Linked DNA regions of Cricetulus griseus: region 1 is linked to region 2. Evidence: chromatin contacts called from public Hi-C data. All regions are on one chromosome and are shown on one strand. The core of a region is the stretch at or near the end of the contact, and the rest is flanking DNA. Distances in the headings are between cores, read along the strand shown. Region 1 has its middle 33 kb from the start of Oaf. Region 2 overlaps Oaf (out at first protein homolog).

Region 1 (4,262 bases), core at 1,338-3,837, 49 kb after region 2:
CCCATTTTCTCTCCCTATCTTTTACTCACTACTTCCCCCTCCTTTCCTTCCTCCCCGTTTTCTCCCCCTACCTTTTCTTTACCCTCCCCCCCCCGCCCCCCATCCTCCTCCTTTTCTTCTTCGGACTAATTGCTTAAGAGGTGAAGACCAGGTCGACTTGTGAAAACCCTGATCCATCACCATGGTGATGCTAATTCAAGCTGAGTTCAAAGGAAATTGCTCCAGTTAAACCTAACAAGCTGGAGCCAGGCGCCCCAGCAAGGACCAGTGCCAGGAGGAGGGAGCCCCCTCCCCACCCCCCATGCCAGTGCCAAGAAAAATAGGAAAAACAACCCCATGGGGCGCTCACACCTCTACTCCGGTGCTTTCTTTGTGTCCTTCAGATCTACCCAAACCGATAGCCAACCCCAGAGGTCATCACAGTGAGCCCCCTGCTTCCAGGCCAGACTCTACCTAAGCCCCTTCAAACAGTTGAGCAGCCAGCATCATCCCCATTTCAAAGATGTTACACCATTTCTTGCCTGCGGTTCTAAGGTTTTGACCACCCCTACTGGGGAGAGCTCTTTATGGCTCAAAGGGCTCTCCCACTGCTTTCTAGTAAGCATAGACATGAGAGTACCATGGATAAAGATACTGGGGCTTCAAAGACGGCTGTGAGTTTGTGTTCACTCCACCCACTGGTGGTCCCCAGGTTGTGGGTTTGTAGGGATAAAGAAGCTTTTACTGGGAAGGCTGGCTAAGTCTGGCTAGTTTAGGGAAAGACATGGTAAGCCTTGAACTCAACAGCTTAAGGGACAGCTGCCTTCACATCAGAAAGAGGAGAACCAGAGCGATGACTTTGTGGGGGCTTGCCACCAAGCCTAACCACCTGAGTTTGATCCTGGGAACCCACTGGGGAAAGAAAGAACCAGTTCCCACAAGTTTGCCCTGTGACCTTAACATGTTTGTCCTGGTACACACACACACACACACACACACACACACACACACACACACACACACACACAAAATTTAAAAAACACAGAGAGGGTCTCAATTCCAAAGTACAAGCAAGCAGCCTTCTATCCTTTGAACAACCAGTCTCCCACACTGCTCCTATCCCCACCCCCATGGGCTCCTCCAGCCCCACAACCTGCTTTCTGCCTGTCCTGACTTCCACACTGTGGTCGGCCCCAGTGTGAATGAACAGTGGTTCTTCTCTGCTGAGGGCAGGGACCATGGCTTCTTTGTCTACAGCCTAGGTTTTGTCCCAAAGCAGGCACTATTTCATGTCTGAATGCCAAATGGGAAGAACCCTGGTGAGGTGAGAGATCTGGGGATACCTCAGATCAAGGTACCTCAAGGAACATGGTTTGGGGATACTGATTCTAGTCTGTTGGTGGAGGCCAGCCTGCTTAGCCCTGTCTTTAGTAGCTATCCCCTGTCCACCTTCTGGAAGACCTCATTTCCATCTTCAGCATTCCAAAATACATAGTGATCCTCAGAGGCACTGAAGGGGCTGGAGAGATGGCTCAGTGGTTAAGAACACTGACTGCTTTTCCAGAGGGCCCAGGTTCACTTCCCAGTATCTGTATGGCAGCTCACAACTTATAACTCCAGCTCCAGAGGATCTGACACCTTCACACCAATGCACATAAAATAAAGTTAAATAAAAAAAATTAAAAAGAGAAAACGGTCTAGAAGAAATTGCTTGAACGCCAAGACTACCATGCCTCCTCTTCTGCCACCCCACAGTGTCGTGTTTAAATGGTCAAGTTATCTGAGGTCTGGCTGCCCTGGAAGGGAGTCAGACTTGGGTCTGCTCTTCAGATGTTCTCTGTGACCTTGAAAAGTCTCCTCACCTCTGTGTTCCTCTCCCCTGCTTCTTAAAAAGTAACAAAGGGGGGGGGGGGTTGGAGAGATGGCTCAGCGGTTAAGAGCACTGACTGTTCTTCCAGAGGTCCTGAGTTCAATTCCCGGCAACCACATGGTGGCTGAATGAGATCTGGTGCCCTCTGCTGGCATGCAGACAGAAGACTGTATACATAATAAATAAATAAAATAATAAAAAAAAAAGTAACAAAGGATGCTCACTTCTGAGCTGTCACTGTCCAGAAAAGGATGTCATGAAGCTGGGAATGCAATCCTGTCCCTGCCTGCATCAAGGCGAGCATGTTGGGGAACTCAGTGTATTGATGTTGGCCTGTGCACTACAGAATTTCCAGGATGACTCCATCACAGCCTTGAAGGGAGAGTTGGTGTGTGTGTGTGGATTGCAGAGGTGAAAAGCAGCTAAGAGGAGGAAGTGACTCAGCAGGGGGCTAAGAAAGGCCAACCTCCCTCCCAGGACAACTTGCTCTGTGCTTTATACTAGCCTGGTTCCTTTTATCCCAGCATCTCAAAGCCCCTTTCAAGCTAGAAGCGGCCCTGGCCCTGGGAGTTGGGTCATTATCTCAATTAACTGGAGAAAGCTGGGGAGGAGGCTGGCGGGTGGGGTTAACTTTCCTCAGAATTCTGCCTGGAGGTTGGTGCCCAGGGCTGCCAGGGTTTCCCTGCCCCAGACTTCGGCATTAAGCACTGCATGCTGAAGGACTGTGGGGCAGGAGGGAGAGTGGCAGTCACTTTGTCCTGCCTGTCTTCAGTTAGCCTGCAGGGCTGAGGTTTCCCAGGGAGCAGTCCCATGGTTACTGTTGAGAGCCATGGCCAGGCTTGGAGAGAGGTTCACACGGTGAGGAGTGAGTGAGTGAGTCTAGGTGTAGACCCTGCCACATTTGTGGATACCTTCCATCCTGGATCGGAACATGACAAGGCCCAGCCTTGGGTTCCCTGAGCTGGATCAGTCAGTGAACTGCATTAAGTTTCTCTTGCCTTTACTGTCATCAACCAATAACCATAACCTCTGGGCTCTGGGTACCCGACCTGGGGCAATCAGTACAGCGCATGCTTGGAAACTGCCTTGCTGCGCAATCTCGAGTTATTCTTTTAACTTATCTGGATTTCAGTTGCCTGGAAAGGTCTACTTTGAGTCTAGAGGAAGTGGCTTCCACAGCACTGCTTGGGAGAAGGAGTGGCAGAGCGTTCAGGATGATGGAGCCTTCACTTCTCCCAGGGAACAGGACACAGATGACATGCAGTGATCATGGGTCACAAAGGCAGGCATAGGACCTAGGCTACCACAAGAGACCTTCAAAGGGAGCGTGTCCCTGTCTTTCTATGCTTGGTGAGGCTGCCTCACTTCTGCTGAGTCAGGGCACAAAAGGTACCTGAGCTCTTGATGTCAGTGTGCTGGTGGGGTGCCCTGGAGAAGCAGGGGCAAAGACAGTCCCAGATGTTGCACAAGGATAAGCTGGGGGTGGAGAAGGTCCATTTTAATGACGATGATGATGAGGTGACTGGACCCAAGATAGCCACCCGCCCCCGTGCTGCTCCACGCTGCAGGATCAAAGTCACCCTGTTCTCTATGCCCTAGGATCAGGTAACAGTGCTGGGCCCACTAACACGCCAGCTTCTCACGGGAGCCTGCTTGATGTAGCTGACTTGGTTTTCCTCAAGCCCAGCTCACCGCCCCCACTTGTTTCTGAAGAAGCTGGATCCAGCCCTGTTTGCTCCCTACGCCTCCAGCTTGGGTTGCTGACTCAGTCTGCTGTGCTGCATTGATGTCCAGGGCGCCTCTGGCTGCAGACTGTCCACCTCATTAATGCCAGGCTTCTTGCTGGCCCTTGGCGGGGCTCTTCCATCTCAGCCCCTTTGTCCTGCTCTCTTTGGCTTTCCACTAAGCTGGGCTGACCTATTCAATGACCTCAGTATCTGACCTTTGATTTTGCCCTTAGCCTTCACATGGGTCAGTGAAATGTGTGTTAGAGGCCTTGTCCTGTCTGTATCCTAGCCCTTTGGATTTATTTTGTTTATTTACTTATCTATTTGTTTACCTATTTCTTTAGTGTGTGCATGTGTTCATACACTCGACAATGTGTATGTGTGTGTGTACTTATGTGTGCAGGTGTGTGTAGAGGGAACAGATTGACATCTGGTCTATTCCTCAGTTGCTTTCTACATTACTTCTTTATTATTTTGTTTGTTTGTTTGGTTTTTGGTTTTTAGAGATAGGATTTCTCTGTGTAACAGTTCTGGCTGTTCTAGAACTTACTTTGTAAGCCAGGTTGGCCTTGAACTCCCAAGTGCTGGGATTAAAGGAGTGCTTCTTTATTTTTATTATTTGTGTGAATGTGTGTGTGAGTGTGTGTGAGAGAGAGTGTGTGTGTGTGTGAGAAAGAGATTGAGAG
Region 2 (3,965 bases), core at 665-3,164:
AAGGAACAGCCTCTGGGGATGCCAGGGTCAGGTCAGTACCTTCATTTAGAGGGTGGTCAGTTGGAGACAGGTGTGTTATAGGCCTGGCCACAAAGTTCAGCCCTCCCTGCCTTGAGAAGGACAGGCTTCTCTATGTGCAGCTGACTGAGCAGAAGGCCCAGGAGCAATGAATCTCCCTGTCCCTTCTACACATAGGACCTGACAGTTTGTAGCAAAGGGACCTGGAGAAGGGCCAGCAGAGTGGCAGAGGGGCCCTGCAGAGCTGGGAGGAGGCCCTGAGGGTTCTGGGAGCAATGCTGGCACCAGGGATGGTGAGATACTGTCTTCAGAGAGGTGCCAGCAGACATGATAGCAGGAACATCTGTGTCCTCACTATGGATAGTGACAAGAATGTTGAGAAGTCTCCTTTCACAGGACCTGGCAGGCTGTCTTCTCATTCTAGCTGCATAGACACCACCTCCTCCAGAAGTCTTCCTGACATATCACAGCCTCCCCTGAGAATACCTGTCACTCATGACTGCACGCTCACACTTTACTGGTGCTGAACAGATCTAACCACTACCAGCTACAGCAACTAGTTGTCCACACTGGGTGTGTCTGTGTGGTCCATCCCTGAAGGGACTCAGTAACTCTCTCCTGAACATAAACAATCACTCAAAGTGTTTTCCCCTCTTCCCACGGAGGGTAGCCCCCAGCTGACCTCGCTCCATCCAGAACTGGACATCTTCCTGGCGGGTGTAGATGGCATCAGTGGCCTCAGCGCAGACATTGTGGAGATGAGGACTCAGCAGGCCCCCCTGGCTGAAGTTCACAGCGATGTCCATGTGGAGCTGTTCCAGACCCCGCACTTCTTCAGCCTGCCGCACTGCGCGGGGGTTTTTCTGTAGGGGCAAGATGTTCAGAGTATCTCCTACCTCCATCCCAAAAGAGGCGGGACCTGGTCAGCAGCTCCAGGTCACCTGAGAGTTGGGGCTCAGTACAGATTAGCGATCTGGGGCTCTGTAGTCAGTTTGGCCTGGGGCCAAATCAGGGGATCAGGACTGTCAAGCAACTGTGAGGAGGAAGAACGTGGTGGGAGGGCAGGGTGACCGCAGGGGTGGGGGCTCTGGGTCAGGGCCTGGCCAGGCAAGCCTGGGGTAGGTGCTCACCTGCCGGAGCTTGGCCATGGCCTCACTGGGGATGATCTCATTGTGGTGCAGCCGGGTGACAAAGCAGAGCCCCTGGAACTGACTCTGCCCCTTCTCCAGCTCCCCTAGGATCAGGGCTCGGAAGATCTTCACATCCTGAAGGGGAAGGGAGGGAGAATAGAGACCAGCTGGAGGGAGGGGCTCCAGCTAGCCCTGGAGAGGACAGGCCTGGACGCTGCCCCAGTGCCTTCCCTAAAGACACCTCCTTCCCCTACCCTAGGAAACTGCTTATCTTTTCCATTTACACCCGTGACTTCAAAGATCATACCCCAAATATTTCCACAGCTCTCTGGAAAACTGACCAAGTGAACCACTGGAGAGGTTTTCAAAAGAACCCTTTGACCAGACAGACCTTCGTCTCAAAAAGACGGCACCTGTTTTTGACACTGATTATTTCCCCCAGGGGGGGACCCCAGTGTCCTTATTCAGAGTGGGTCAGGGCCCCCGAGACCACTGGGCAGAGCACCATAGAGAGGGACTATAGTTTTTACAAGCACCCATTCCAGATCGTTTTCTCTGTTACTCTGTAGCTTTGGGGAGAAGGCCTCAGAACATCCCTGGGTATTCCGCAGTCAGCCTGTCATCCACCCTCCCCCCACTCCATCAGGGACTGTGGGGCGGAAGCAGCCTGTTGCAGCTGCTGCTGCCTCCCAAGGCTGGAATGCCTTACCTTTTCCCTTCCCTCTCCACTTCCCCTTTCCCCATGGGGTACTCATGGCATGACCAATGGGCCAACAGCTCCTTCCTGCTCTGATTCACTGCATGCATGGGGGCAGCTGGAGCAGGAAGAGGGAACAGAGCCTCAGGATACCATTTGCAGTCTGGTTGCAGCTAGAACCCTCTACTATGTCCTTCTGCACCCCACCCTGCCCCCCCCCAACCCCAAGCACCTTGCACTTCTCACCTATTACATTTCTAGCTCTGCTCCTGGGGAGAAGGAAGTTAGTAGGCCCCAGTATAAAGATGATGGGCACCTGTCCCATATCACCGGTGACATTTGCTGGTGGTTACAACGATGACAGCAACCTCTGCTTATGGTGCTAAGCACTCTTTCCCTCCATATCATGAGCTCCACACTAACCTGCCAGGTACACCAGCTGTCCCCTGTCACAGTGAAGTCTGGAAAAGCCTGGGGCAGCCAATATGTCCAGCCTAGTGGTGGAACCATCCGCCCCTCCCAGCCTGTATCTATAGTGTTTCTCTATGTAGCTCTGGCTGTCTCAGAACTCACTGTGTAGACCAGACTCAGTGTTCCATCTGCCTCTGCCTCCCAGGTGTGCCACCACACTGGCTAATCATCTTCTAAATGTTTGTGGATTTCACTCATACTATAACTCTATGATTTAGATCTATAATGGGATCCCTCTTGTACCTTTACTAGAAATGACTTTATATAATGACTTTATTTTAAATGTAACAACAGGGATGGGAATATGGAGGGCAGTTTGCTAGAAGACAGAAATCGAGGCTCAGCTGGGGAGAAAGGTTCCATGAGGCTCCTTCTCACCCAGAACCTTGGAAGGAAGCTGAGTCAGCTTGGCTTCACTCCCACTTCCTCTAGACAGGAAATCCCTTCTTGGGTCACCGTGCTGGCATCTCCTTGTCCTGCCAGCCTGGGCCATCTGATCTTTCATCCCATTCAGGTCGGCCAAGGGGACACTGGAGGCTGATCTGCTAGTGGCAGCTCCCATTCCAGGAACAGTTCCTGTCAGGTGGGAATCGACACAAGATCTCCCCCTCTGAGAGTCTGAGTCAGGCAGTACCTGGGAGGAGCTTCGCACAGGATCCAAAGTCCACCTCACTGGTATTTTCTGCTCTAACCCTTGTGGGAAGGCTATCTGGATACAGCTGTCTTCTCTATGACATGACACATGTACTAACTACAGGGTGGTCTCAGGGCTGCTGAGAGGCTCAGTGAGCAGCCATGCCACCTGCCTGCCATCAGCAGTGGAAGGCATTGAACATTTACGACCAGACCAGAGTCTGGAAGAGCTCTGCTTGAGGAGCTGATAAGATGGCTCAGTGATAAAGTGTTGGTCCTCAAGTGTGAGGACCTGAGTTCAGTTACCAGCACCCATGTAAAGAGAGGGTGTGCAAAGGATGCACATTCATACAACAAGAACATCTGTTCAACTATGTTCATAGCAGCGTTGTTTGTAATAGCCAGAACCTGGAAGCAACCTAGATGTCCCTCAACTGCAGAATGGATAAAAAAAATGTAGTACATTTACACAATGGAGAATTCATCAGAAAAACAAAACAAACAAACAAACAATGGAATCTTAAATTCACAGGCAAATGGATGGAACTAGAAGAAACCATCCCGAGTGAGGCAACCCAGTCACAAAAAGACAAACATGGTATGTACTCACTCATATATGGATATCAGACATAGAGTAAAGGATTACCAGCCCACAATCCACACCACCAGAGAAGCTAGGAAGCAAGGAGGACTCTAAGAGAGACATACATAGTCCCCCGGAGAAGGGGAAAGGGACAAGATCTCCTGAGCAAATTGGGAGCATGGGGGAGGGCAGAGGGAATTAAGAGAAAGAGAAGGGAAGAAGAGGAGGGGAGAGTAGGACATGAGACAGCAGGAAGATGGAGTGGGGGGGAGAATAGAGGAGAGTAAGCAAAGAGATACCATAATAGAGGGAGCCATTATAGGTTTAAAGAGAAACCAGGCACTAGGGAAATGTCCAGAGATCTACAAGGAGGACCCCAACTAAGAATCTAAGCAATAGTGGAAAGGCTACCTTAAATGCCCTTCTCCAATAA

What was found. Hi-C and Micro-C count contacts between places; a contact is called where the count stands out from the background.
Region 1: a contact with region 2 is called in a Hi-C map of the CHL-YN cell line, with 6 times the contacts expected there. The contact joins two enhancer-like sites. A contact is called at or near these places in 6 of 8 Hi-C or Micro-C datasets (the CHK-Q cell line, the CHL-YN cell line, the CHO-K1 cell line and 2 more).

Annotation. Positions count from the first base shown.
Region 1 is chr4:154,967,569-154,971,830 of CriGri-PICRH-1.0, forward strand. No RefSeq gene overlaps it. Among named protein-coding and RNA genes, the nearest start is that of Oaf, 33 kb to the left of the region's middle. Within about 2 kb of position 2,588, at least 1 of the 6 cell types and tissues checked has open chromatin away from gene starts, as enhancers often do.
Region 2 is chr4:154,919,232-154,923,196 of CriGri-PICRH-1.0, forward strand. Oaf (out at first protein homolog) reads right to left here. Exons shown (of 4, transcript XM_027411896.2): 2 at 1,149-1,283; 3 at 701-881. Among named protein-coding and RNA genes, the nearest start is that of Oaf, 16 kb to the right of the region's middle. Within about 2 kb of position 1,915, at least 1 of the 6 cell types and tissues checked has open chromatin away from gene starts, as enhancers often do.